Linked DNA regions of Mus musculus: all the other regions are linked to region 4. Evidence: chromatin contacts called from public Hi-C data. All regions are on one chromosome and are shown on one strand. The core of a region is the stretch at or near the end of the contact, and the rest is flanking DNA. Distances in the headings are between cores, read along the strand shown. Region 1 has its middle 17 kb from the start of Gm34637. Region 2 has its middle 12 kb from the start of Gm35208. Region 3 has its middle 11 kb from the start of Gm34637. Region 4 has its middle 18 kb from the start of Gm35155.

Region 1 (2,767 bases), core at 181-2,680, 160 kb after region 4:
GGTGCTGGGAATTGAAACCCTTCTCTGGAAGAACAGCAAATGTTTTAGCTGCTGAGGCATCTCTCCAGCTCCACTCCCCCCCCCCCCCCCTTCACCCTGGAGCTTTAATACTGACTTTAATGAAGCTCCGTGCTGACTCTTCCTGGAAGAGTTGTACTGCTGTGACTCCCTGGAAGCACTCTCTCCCCAAAGCAAGACCCAGCCAGTAGGGCATGAGAGGAAAATGTAGCTCAGGACAGAGCTACAACTACTTTCACAGAGATTCCGGTCCCCCAGGGATAGACTTTGAGTTCGCCATGGTCAGATCCCTCAGCAAAGGGAATGTGACGGAGGCTGGCAGTGGAGGAACACGGTGTTAGAGAATGGTACCAATGGAAAATGGGGTTCAGCAAGAAGAAAGCAGTGGGTGGCTATCAGACAACTCTCGGGACACCCCGAAGTGGCAGTTCCCATTCAGAAAGTAGAATGACTTTGCTGTGCTTTAGGTCTCATCCACACAGCACAGCATCTCTGTGTCAGGGCTCTTCTCTCCCGTGGCTCTGGCCCATCCCTCTACTGTTTGCTGCGAGTCCATTGCTTAGCCTCTCCATCAGTCTTATATTTTTCTCTTTACACATCGGCCCGATGGAGGCGGGAGTCTGCAGATCCCAGAGCCCCTTTTGTCTTCCTCAGATGAGCACAAGAGAGCTAGTGTCTCATATATATTGTTTGTGTGAGTGGATTGGATTTCGAGTGAAGGTACATCCCAGGGTGATACATCCACAGCAGGACAAGCTCCAGTGTCTGAGTGCTTCAGGAGCAAGGGTCCCGTGTGGCTTGCTGGAGGATTGAAGATGTGTTTCTCTGGTTTTCACTCTTCTGAAAAATGAGCAGGAAAAAGCAGTCGTAATGATAGCTGGCCTTCACTGGGCAGTTTCTAGTTGTTGGTTACTATTATACATCCTCCCACCTGTGTCTTATTGTAACTGCCACCATAGTACCTAGAGTCAATTCCTGTGACAGGGAGGATACTGTCATTTGTCCTAGGCCACAGAGCACACATCCCTCCCCCAGCCGAGAGCCAGAGCATGTGATGCTGCCTTCTCTGCGCTTGAAGAGTGCCTGGCCTGGGTGTGGTAACTGCAGGTGCCTGGTTTTTCATTTGTGTCATGGGCCGGTGGGTGTGGGTGCTGGAGGGAGATGCCAGCCCCTTGGGAAGAATATGCAGGAAAACCCTCAGACCACCTGTTAGGAACACCCATCTCGCTAGGCTCCGGGGAGCCAAGATCCCTGCGACACCACCACCCCACCGGAGGAGCTGCTGCAGCCTGGGAGGCTAAGCTCTCAAAGTGCCCGCACCCCCACAGTCAGTTCTCAGCATCAGCTCTGCTCCTGCAAGCTCCTAATTAAGTTAAAAGGGGATCCAGGCCCCTGGGTGCTCCTTTCTCCAGGAAGCATTAGAAAAATGCAGGGAGGGAAAGAAGTTCAAGGTTGGGGTATGTGCTGCCCTTGGTTCTGCTCAGGAATGTCTTAGCTGATTACACGGCTCTCATTTCAACAACACTAGCTTTGTGTCCTGGCTATGGGAAGACTCCTCTCTGTCATTGCTGTCGCCTCTGGAGGGTCACCCTGACAGGGAAAGCGCATCTGGAGAAAAAGTTTCCGCCAGATTTGAAATGCTTTCATGGAGGGGATGGGGTGCTTTCTTCAGGAATTTATGCTTTTTGTGCCCACCCCTTTCTCCTCCTCTTTTCTGGGGGTTAATAGTTATTGTGGGCTCTCCACACTTTAAGCAATCTGGTAGAGTTGTGTGCTCGTGGCTCCCCCTTTAAAATGGCTGAGGGTTCTGAGAGACTTCCAGTGTGGAAGACATAGGCACATCTCCCATGGGCTCTTTCGGTGAAGGACCTGGAAGCTCACTGCACCCTACCACTCCAGCTGTGAGGCTCTGACCATGGGCACAGGCTGGATGTATCCCTTAGCTCTGCACAGCTGGTGAAGTAGATGGATGGCAGCTTGTCCCAAAGACTACACAAAGCCAGGCCGAGCCTTTCTCTCTCTGCTTATCATCAGTCTTTTTTACCTCTCTGGAAATTCCTGTACACACAGCAGAAGGAGTCTTGACATGACTACGTGATCTTCCACCTTGAAAATCACAGTCCACTTGAGAGATTGAACTGGCCGATAGAAGGAAACGTTAGCCTTTTTGTGCTCTGCCAGGGAGGAGGCTCCTGGGAGCAGGGATTCGGAGGTGAATCACAGTGTCAAACATTTATCTAGCTTTGACTTCCATTCCAGCCATGGTACTTAGCCTGTTTTACTTATTCAGTCTTCAGAGGGGTAGCCACTTCTAACTATAGCAGGAAACAGATGCTGAGAAAAGTATCTGAACTCTTCATAAACACTGGTAAGTGGTCAAGGTGCATTCTCAAGCTTGGCTTACCTGACCTTCGGGGTTGGTTTGGTACCGCATGCCCCATGCTACAGAGTACCATCTCCCTACTTCTCCACCACACCACCAGGGAGCATACCATGTCTTGGAGCAGCCATATATGACCAGGCACAGCCATTCAAGGCAAAGGGTCAATATGCTTATAGGGGTGAAAGCTGCCAGCACTGCCATGGCTCAGAAGTGACAACCTTCTCTGTGGGCTGCATAGAATTAGGGTGGAAAACTTAGACCTTTTTTGTTCTTCATCCTGGTCACATCTCTCCTCTTGTGTCTTCACAGCCAACTTCATGACTATACTGGCTAGTTTTGTGTCAACTTGACCCAGCTGGAGTTATC
Region 2 (3,109 bases), core at 598-3,097, 190 kb before region 4:
AAAAATTAAGATAATATCTTGATTTAATAGAATATGTTATATTTTGGTCATCTGGATATTATTCAAAGGTGTCTTAATCGGTTTGATGTTACTATAACAGAATACTACAAACCAGGTCAATTACAGTGAATTACTGGCTCCCAATTCTTAGGTAATTTATCTGCAAGTGTAATAGATAAAGCATTAAGTTATCAACCTCATGATATAGTGAACTGCATAGCTAATTTGGTAAGAGACTGGAAACGAAGCTTTATTTAACAAGAACTTTCTATGTTCAATAAACATATGAAAAGCTGTTCAATCTACTTACTAATTAGGAAAATGCATTTTTAACTCATAACGAATCCACCATTTCACACTAGAGTTGGAAAAAAAGCTTAAAGTCTGGCAATATTGAGTGGTGGTGAGATTGGAGGAGCCAGAATATTTATACACTGGCGGCAGGAGTATGGACTGGTATAATCGCTTTGTAAAAACAACATGGCATCCCATGATAAATATCTGCTTCAGCCTGCAGACAGTGAGAAAACAGGGTGGACTTCAGACCAAGTTTTATCCAGGTTGGGTACGGTGACCCTACGGCGACATCCTCTGCAAATACAGAAGTGGCCAGGAGACAGTGATGAAATGAAATCCCAGAAACTGCTCAAACATTTTGTGTTTAATTGTGTGCAGAATGATACCAAACTGTCAACATCTTCCCCCTGATCTAGACAACCTGAGATCTTAACTGAGTATGTGCTCAGTTCTGCTGCAGAGGCAAAGGACAGAGCCCACCATGCTCCATGGACCTGGAGTAGACACAGTGCCTTCCAGCTTCTGTGAGCTTGGGTATGGAGTGGACTTCTCATTTTTATTCTGAATCTCACTTTCCTCCTGTGGAAAGTCATGGTCTCTGGCTGGGAGGTTTGTGGTGAAGATTTTAAAATGCTGTGTCAAATACATTGTAAGCTGTGAAAGTCTCATCAAATGTGCCTTCATTGAATGAGAAAAATAGATGTGAGTTGGGCACACGGGGCCTGTCCGGTAGCACAGTAGTCAGCTTGAAAGGACTGATACATACTTACACTGTTATTGTCACTGTGGTGACTTTCTAACCAAGCCCAACTTTATGAAGACTCAGAACGGATCAGGTGGATTCCCTTTGATCCTACATTATAAATACTATCTCTCTACAGACAACTGTATTTCTAAGTGACCACTGAAACACTTTCAGTTTTATAATCTTTCAGAGTCTTGCCACCACTGTCTAGAGGTGGCACTTACCTCCTTCCCTGAACCCCAGCCCCGAGGGACACTGTGACAACCTTGTTGGATAAGTGTTATAAGTGATGCCCTGTGGAAGATGGATGACGGGTGGTACCTGAGGAATGATGGCCAAGGTCACTCTTTGGCTTATACACACATATGCACACACATGCACCAGTACTCATACTCACGCAGAAGGAAAAAGAATGAATGAACAAATGAATGAGATGAAGGGGAAGGAAAGGAAGAGTGATACCCATACATGATTTTCAGGCTAGCTCATAAGTTTCTGAATCAGTCACCATGCTGTAAAGGTGCCCAAACTAGCTAGATAGCTGGACAGTCAGAAGAAAAAGAGAAACTGAGAGAGACCTCAGCCAAGAGCCAGGGCATCATTTTCTAAACATGCAAGGAAGCCAACCTCTGAATGATCCAAGGCCTCAAACTTTGAGTCCTCTTAGATGACACATCACAGAAGAGTTTGTCTCTGCCCCACTTGCTGGGGTGAGAAGAGAAAATCCAGTCTTCCTGCTGTTTTGTTTGAATTCCCAACCTCCGAACCGGCAAACAAATACTTGTTTTGTGACAGTAAGGTCATAGTCCTGTTTGGTGCAGTCATAGTAACTGTGACCATCTATGTATCCCTGGACTATGGACAGCCTAAGGAAGGAGACTGGATTATTTTCTCCCATATTAAACAAGCTGAGCAGGGGACAACCGGGAAACAGTGGGGGCCATGTCCTTTTAAGGACATTCAATGGCACTTCCTGTGATGGTTTTTATATGCTTTCCCTAAGGAGTGGCACTATTAGAAGTGTGGCCCTGTTCAAGTAGGTATGGCCTAGTTGGAGTAGGTGTGTCGCTGTGGGTGTGGGCTTTAAGATTCTAGTCCTAGCTGCCTGGAAGTCAGTATTCTGCTAGCAGCCTTCAGATGAAGATGTAGAACTCTCAGTTCCTCCTGTACCATGCCTGCTGGGATGCTACCATGATTCTGCCTTGATAATAATGGACTGAACCTCTGAACCTGTAAGCCAGCCCCAATTAAATGTTGTCCTTACAAGAGTTGCCTTGGTCATGGTGTCTCTTCACAGCAGTAAAACCCTAACTAAGACACTTCCCATGGAATGTGTCGTGGCTCAGTGAGACCAGGGTTTCCAAGACCTGGATGTGTTACATTCATGCTTTTTGTCTATAAATATTTACTGAATGCCTAATGGTGAAAAGAGCTGGCTGGCTGCTCAGACTTAGATAGAATGGTAGACAGTGTCACTGGTGACTGACTACTCAAAGCTCTTGCAGCTACCTGGAAAGGGGGGGGGGGCTAGGGAATAGATTACAAATTTTAAAAGTACACAGAGTTATTCTAGATTAGGATAAACATATGTTCAAGACCTGGGGTGTCTCAATTCAGGGATTTTAAAGAACATGTTTGTTTGGGTTTTTTGGTTTTGGTTTTATTTTTTTGTTTTTGTTTTTTGTTTTTTTTTTTTTGTTTTTTGTTTTTTGTTTTTGTTTTTTTTTCCTGAGACAGGTTTCTCTGTGTAACCCTGGCTGTCCTGGAACTCACTCTGTAGACCAGGCTGGCCTCGAACTCAGAAAGCTACCTTCCTCTGCCTCCCAAGTGCTGGGATTTAAAGGCGTGTGCCACCACTGCCTGCTGAACATTTTTCTTTGACTGGCACTGGAGAAATGTAGCAGTGGTTAAGAGCATTTACTGCTCTAGCACAGGACCTGGGCTCAGTTCCCCACCTTATATGACAGCTAACAACCATCTGTAACTCCGGTTCTAGCGAATCTGGCGACCTTTTTCTGGCCTTATCAGGCACTGTAGGAGTTTGATGCAAAGATATACATACAGGCG
Region 3 (3,220 bases), core at 485-2,984, 130 kb after region 4:
AGCTCAGCAAGGTGGGTCTTAGTTAGTACTCAGATGGGAGATAAGGTAAGAAAGCTGCAGTCTATGATGCTCAGGTATGTGTGGTATCTTTTATCATTTGTCTTCCTGGATAAGGTCTCTGGCCTTCAGAAGTTGAAGGAGCAAAAAGTTCAGCTCCCTGAAGCCAGTGGCAACTGATAACCAAGCACTTACATGTGCTGCTCGTCCCTCTCTGAGATCCACAGGTCTGTGCTTTACCTGTATACACTGTAAGCATCATTGATTGATCCTTGTTCTGCCTCTGATCTGCATCCTCCCCATGGGCCGCATCCTTCCCTGTGATTCTCATCCCCCCTGGACCACATCCAGTCTGACAGCCACATCCTATCTGTGCTCTGTCTTCTTGTGCTTCCCCATCCCCACATCCTTATTCTCCGTATGATCCACATCCATGTTCTTGTCCACATCCTCCCCAGTCGTTGGCAGCGCCCACGAAAACCAGCTGTACTAATTGTTCCTTTCCCCAGGTCCAGGGGCTCTCAGTGAGTCAGCACTAGGTTGTCTTGGAGTTCCTGGCAGTGTTGTCCATGACAGCACCACCACTCTTGTCCATGCCAGTCCTCTGTTATTTCCCTGCCCCAAGTCCCCACGGCTATGTCTGCTCCACTGCCTGAGACCTGCTTTCCGAGATCCCTCACAAGACACTTGACTCCAGGGAGCACTCCTGGTACCACAGATCTGGCAAGATAACCTTCTCTGTGTTCACACAGTGCTAGTCCTCCACTGTGGCCATCCCTCATATTTATCCTGATATTGCCTCCTCCCTCAGACTGAGAACACTCTGAGGGTAGTGGATGGCCCCTGGTATCTCTATGCCCAAGCTGGACAGCTACAAAGCTGATCAGATAAGTGACTGTGCTCCAGGAACAGATAAACCCAGAAATCTTAGCGGCTCAGGACTTTAAGGTTAATTTCGCACATTCAAGTTCATTGCTGGTCTAGCATTTTCCTCTGCTGTGTCTTTTTGAGCATTAATCGCCATTGAGCACCTGGCCTCCAGTCCCAGCATCCTTCTGTCCACTCCTATTGTCCAGAAGCATCCATGTGACCTAGGCTACTCACAAGTGAGCCCTGGGTAATACGGGAGCTTCAGAAAGCTCTAGACCTATCTGAGAAGGGCTTGTGGAGGTAGGGAAGGACATCCCCACAGGCAGAGAGGAGGCTTCCTCGCAGGCTGAGTGAAATGAAGCTACATCCCTGTCACCTCAGTCAGAGACCTGAGTTCAGATGAAACTCTGCTGCTTGAAAACAAGGGGCAGGACCCTGGAAACGCCCGATTTAGCCCTGTCAGTCTCCAAGCAGCACAGTGTTCCCAGCTCTCGGAGTCCTTTGTCCTCTGTAAGCTCCCTTAGCCTGCAGAGGTGACTTCTTTATTCTCTGAGCTGCTATTTATAACTTCCAAAGCACCCCTACTCCTTTGGTTCTGTATCGAGGTTCAGAAAAAGAGCCTCTCCCCCCGGCACCCCCCGGCACCCCCCGGCACCCCCCCCCCGCACTCCCCCACCCCATTGCCAGGCCTCTCTCCCCCAGAGCAATCCCGTAAATAAAGGATGAAAGGCCCCGTAATTATTACCATTCGACAACACAGAGACTGTCAAAACCAGGAGTCCAACAAAGGCCTGTACATAAATCACAGCTGATACAATGGCTCTTAGCTGAAGGGGAGAGGGCTTAGAGTCTCAGCGCGGCTGAAAGGAGGTTTGTGTCTGGGGGAGGAGTCACGGGAGTCACGCAGCCCTGGGGAAAGAGATAGGCTGAATGTCTGAACAGAGTGCCAGCCTCATCAACGTGCTAACACACCAAAGACAGGGTAGCTATTGAACGGAACTCGAGTGAAAATCCCGGGAAAGACTCCAGATGTGGCATCTCCACAGTGCTGGTGAGGTTACACCGCATCAGCAGGTTACAGTCTAGCCTGGCAGGGTGTTGTTCCCTACAAAGATACCCTGGCTTGCAGCTCTGCCAGTCAAGAGCCGCCTACAGCCGGGGTGTAGACCAGGGTTTGTGGAGTCAGCAAGGGCTCTCTGGGTTTGAAGAGAGATCAAGTGGGCTGGGCTGCCGGCTAGCTTCCACAGTGTGTGTATGTGTGAGTGGGGGCGTGTGCGTGTGTATGTGTGCTTGCCTATGCCTGTGCTTGGAGGTGAGGTTGCAGGCATTTTCTGATAGGCAGAAAGGAGGATACACTCCTTGGTGACAAATGCTATTGCTGAGCCAAGCCGGATCTCTTCAGTACTTGTCTGTGCAACGGAGATTTCTTGATAACATTGAGAAGCGTTGTCTTCTGGGTCAGAGTTTACGTCTTTGGGCACAATTATTGCTTTTGAGTTAGCCATTCGGTGGTCCCTTAAGAACTCAGTCGAGGGGCTTGGGAGATAGCTCATCAATAAGCGCTTACCTTGGGAGCACAAGGACATGATTCCCAGAACTCACATTAAAAACAAGCTGGGTGTGGTTGTGCACACTTGGAATCTCAGTGTTAGGGAGGAGGCAGGTGGGTTTCTGGGACTTCTTAGCCCACCCCCTCAGCAAGTTGCAGAATGCTAAACTATCTGCCATTTAAAAAAAATGTAGAGAGCACCTGAAGATTGCCCTTTAACCTCCAGCTCCATTTGCATATATACGCATAAACAGGTATGTACACAAGTGTGCCTGAATCCACATGAACATGCGCATACATACATGCAAATGCACACGGAATTCAGTGGCTTTAACAGATTGCTGGTGACTGTTCTTATGCATCATGTACTGCTTGGTATTTATGAATTTCAGATGGATTTCTTTATCTGAAGAAATTGTCCTTAACATATAAACAAAGGGAAGGAGTTAGATACAGGTCCAGAAGCCATATCGTGCATGACCAGTGTAGACAGACACCTACTGGAGGTGTGCTGAGAAGCACTGACTTTGGAGACCACTCATATGATGCTCCTGGATTGACGACACTGGGTGCCATTGACTCTTTCAGAGCTTCAACAGTGTTGGATTGTTAATAGGACTGTAAGGATGAAAAAAGAATCCTGGGGCCAATAAAATGGCTCAGAAGATAAAGGTGCTTGCCACACTTGCTTGATGACCCAAGTTCCATTCCTGGGACCCATATAAGGGTGGAAGGAGGCACACATTCGTTGTGTGTGTGCTCCACACACCCTTGTATACACACACACACACACACACACACACA
Region 4 (3,157 bases), core at 2-2,501:
TTCATTGCTACTTCATAACTGTAATTTTGCTACTGTTATGAACCACAATGTAAATATCTGATATGCAGACTATCTAATATGTGATCGCAGTGTGGTCTTGACTCATAGGTTGAGAACCACTGGGCTAGAGAAATGCCTGCAGGCCGAGCGATCATTTCATTCTCTAAGCACTGCAGAGGAGATCATTTCATTCCCTAAGCACTGCAGAGGACTGGAGGCCCGGCAACCAGGTGATGCGACAATGGGGCTGTGGCTTTTGGTAGGACAGTTATTCAGCAGGGAATAAATCAGTGCTGGCTCCAGCCTCTGCCCTTTTATCTGTTTTTCTTTTATACCCTCCCCTCCAAAAGACCTTGAGGACTGCAGTCGATCCCACTACAAAACAGTTACACAATTCCCCAGGAGAAGGCACATTTCCACCTTGGCCGTGAATAAGTCCTTTCTTCTCTCTGACACTGCCCAGTGGAGGCCCAGGCTGGAGGGTTGGGTCCGGTCTGCTCTGGAGGGGAGGGCTGAATAGCTGTTTGCTTTTTCATTAAACAAAGTCTGCTCCGCAGGGCTTGTGGTCACAGGTGCTCCTGGAGCCCGACAGAGCAGGTATTACAATTCTCCTCTGGCATGCAGGTGAACAGCACGCAAGCAGCCTCAATAACGGTGGTCTTTTTTTTTTTTTTTGTGGGGCTGCCGTCCCATAAATGACTTCTTTGAAGAGGCTGCCCGGGGACTGCGGGACCCTCCCTACAGCACCCACTTGGTCACTGGTTCTGAAAGCTAGATTGTCCCACACGAAGCCCTGCCCTTCCTTCTTCGACATTCCTCATGCTGACCATTGTCTGTAGAAAGAGGCCATTGTCTACCGCTGACATATCTGCTGACCGAGCCGCATGAAACAAGGGGAGCTTTGGGGAGAAAGCAATCCACTAGAAATAACAAAACCCCAAGCTCCGCCTCAGAGGAGGCTCAGACTGGCCTGGTCAATTTCCTGATGGCTGGTGTTCCTCCCGGGAGGAAGTGCCCACCACCACGGGAGGGAGGGTCCCTTTTATCTTTGGGTTGGAATGACACCATTCGTGCCTTTGTGTCAACAGCACTGAGAGGCCTTGTGGAGGGTTATGTGGCTAGTGCTGAAGAGAGCTTGTTTGAAGAGGGAAAAAAAAAAAACCTATCACAGAATGATGTTTACCCAGCAGGCTGCTCCTGCCAATGCAGACTCTAATGCCCGCTGCAGTCAGATATACCCGCTGCCCAGGCTGTTTTGGCTTGCCCTTGGCCTTGGGTGCTGTCGGGCCAGGAGGGCAGGCAGCTGGCAGACACCGGAGGTTGGTGCCAGCTATTAACCATGGAAACTCGCCTCTGCCCTGCGTAAACAGCCAGGCTCTCTTCCAGCCTGCCCCACCCCCAGCTTCCTCCCTGCTCCTATCCAAAACTAAAGGCTCACTATGCCTGGGACCGCAGAGGCTTCGGAACCTTGCCGGTGGCCTGGCCACCGGCATGTGTCTGTCAAATTTTAAAATATACTCACTTTGGTTCAGGGGAAATGTTTTCGGGGATTAAGCAGCAGAGGCCCTTCTGATTCAAAGGGTCACCCCCAGGACCTGGGCCAGGGGCTCTTTAGAAATATGGATCTCAGCCTGGTGAGGCAGTGTAAATGAGCGTCTGGATCATAGGAGGAATTCTGGGGCTACATACAGGTGGAAGGAAGGACCAAAGGAACGAAGGGACGAAGGGAGGGAGGGAGGGAGAGGGAGGGAGGTAGAACGGGAGGGTAGAAGAGAAGAATCCCAGGCCTTATCCTGCTGGTTCAGAATTTGCATGTTAACCAGAGCTGCTATATCTGTACTCGCCCATTCAAGTCTAAAAAGCAGTGATCCGATCAAATAGGTTCTCATACTGTCCACCAGGATCCCCTGGTCCTGGCGTCTCAGACCTAGAGAACAGACCGAGTTGCTCCGTTCACACTGTTAAGAAGCTGTGGCTTGAGCGCAACCAAGACTGGCGGAATAACCCATACAATTCCTTAGGAAACCCATGACACTCTTTCACTGGCCCCAGGGTGAGAGATGCCCTTTGGTGCGTCTGATGTAGTGAGAGAGTGTGTTAGATGGCATCTTCATCAGGAAGTCTCCCTGGTGTTCTAGAAGAAGCCTATCTGTGACCCTAGAGGTTGACGCTGTATCATCACGTTCTCCTCTGATTACAGGGGTGTGGATCTCTGCCCTCGCATCTTCTTAAAGTGAGTTGGGTGCTAGAATTTTAACGTTTCCCATCTAGTCCCCATGCCCAGGCTCTTCCCAGCCACTGTGGCTGAGCTGAACCTCAGTCCCCTCCATCCACATCTGGCAGGCCTAACCACTGGGAAGTCAGAAGGTGACTGTATCTGGAGATGAGGTTTTAATGCACGTAAGATAGTTCAAATGACACAAACCCTAAGCCAGGGTTCTCAATCTCTGGGTCACCACCACTTTGTGCATAGAAGGACCCTTGCACAGGGTCGCATATTAGATATCCTACATATCAGATACATGTATTACAATTCATAACAGTAGCAAAATTTACAGTTATGAAGGAGCAGTTAAAATAATTTTATGGCTGGGGGTCACCACAACATGAGGAATCGTATTAGAGGGTTGAAGCATTAGGAAGGCTAAGGTCAATTGGTGTCCATATAAGAGTCTATACCTGGGTGGTGGCTCAGTTGATAAAGTGTTTGTTGTCCAAGTCATGATGATGCAAGTTTGATCCCCCAGAACCAGTGTGACCCAACTAGCCTATAATACCGATAGCTCTGGGGAAGTAGATTTCCAGGGCTCAGCAGCTAGCTAGTGTGGCTGGATCTCTGACTTCCAGGCTCAGTGTGAGAGAGAAACCTAGTCTCAAAAAGTAAGATGGTGAGTGACTGAGGAAGATCTGATATAAATGTCATATGACACATGTGCATGTGTACAGATGTGAGCATGTATATCCTTACACACACACACACACACACACACACACACACACACACACACACAGTGCTTGCAAATAAATACCCAGGGTAAAAATGAAGACAGCTTATGGGTCAAGGCCTTAGGAGAGAAACCAACCCAACTAATGTGTTGATTTCAGACTCTTGGTTTCCATTATTACGAAGAAATTCTGTTCTGTTGATTCGGTCATT

Evidence for each region. A called contact is a pair of places that touch in the nucleus more often than the background predicts.
Region 1: a Hi-C map of Sertoli cells shows a contact between it and region 4, with 2.8 times the contacts expected there. The contact joins two enhancer-like sites. A contact is called at or near these places in 2 of 484 Hi-C or Micro-C datasets (Sertoli cells and nephron progenitors) and 1 of 115 datasets of contacts at active chromatin or transcription factors (pancreatic cancer cells).
Region 2: a Hi-C map of liver shows a contact between it and region 4, with 4 times the contacts expected there. The contact joins two enhancer-like sites. A contact is called at or near these places in 5 of 484 Hi-C or Micro-C datasets (all in liver) and 4 of 115 datasets of contacts at active chromatin or transcription factors (embryonic stem cells, extraembryonic endoderm stem cells, liver and 1 more).
Region 3: a contact with region 4 is called in a Hi-C map of Sertoli cells, with 3 times the contacts expected there. The contact joins two enhancer-like sites. A contact is called at or near these places in 2 of 484 Hi-C or Micro-C datasets (Sertoli cells and myocytes) and 3 of 115 datasets of contacts at active chromatin or transcription factors (embryonic stem cells, extraembryonic endoderm stem cells and neural progenitor cells).

The regions. Positions count from the first base shown.
Region 1 is chr12:12,651,119-12,653,885 of GRCm38.p6, reverse strand. No RefSeq gene overlaps it. Among named protein-coding and RNA genes, the nearest start is that of Gm34637, 17 kb to the left of the region's middle. Within about 2 kb of position 1,430, at least 9 of the 459 cell types and tissues checked have an H3K27ac peak or open chromatin away from gene starts, as enhancers often do. A contact at or near this core is called in Sertoli cells, where this site is marked.
Region 2 is chr12:12,998,074-13,001,182 of GRCm38.p6, reverse strand. No RefSeq gene overlaps it. Among named protein-coding and RNA genes, the nearest start is that of Gm35208, 12 kb to the right of the region's middle. Within about 2 kb of position 1,847, at least 4 of the 459 cell types and tissues checked have an H3K27ac peak or open chromatin away from gene starts, as enhancers often do. A contact at or near this core is called in liver, where this site is marked.
Region 3 is chr12:12,679,360-12,682,579 of GRCm38.p6, reverse strand. No RefSeq gene overlaps it. Among named protein-coding and RNA genes, the nearest start is that of Gm34637, 11 kb to the right of the region's middle. Within about 2 kb of position 1,734, at least 117 of the 459 cell types and tissues checked have an H3K27ac peak or open chromatin away from gene starts, as enhancers often do. A contact at or near this core is called in Sertoli cells and neural progenitor cells, where this site is marked.
Region 4 is chr12:12,808,460-12,811,616 of GRCm38.p6, reverse strand. No RefSeq gene overlaps it. Among named protein-coding and RNA genes, the nearest start is that of Gm35155, 18 kb to the left of the region's middle. Within about 2 kb of position 1,251, at least 161 of the 459 cell types and tissues checked have an H3K27ac peak or open chromatin away from gene starts, as enhancers often do. A contact at or near this core is called in Sertoli cells, liver and neural progenitor cells, where this site is marked.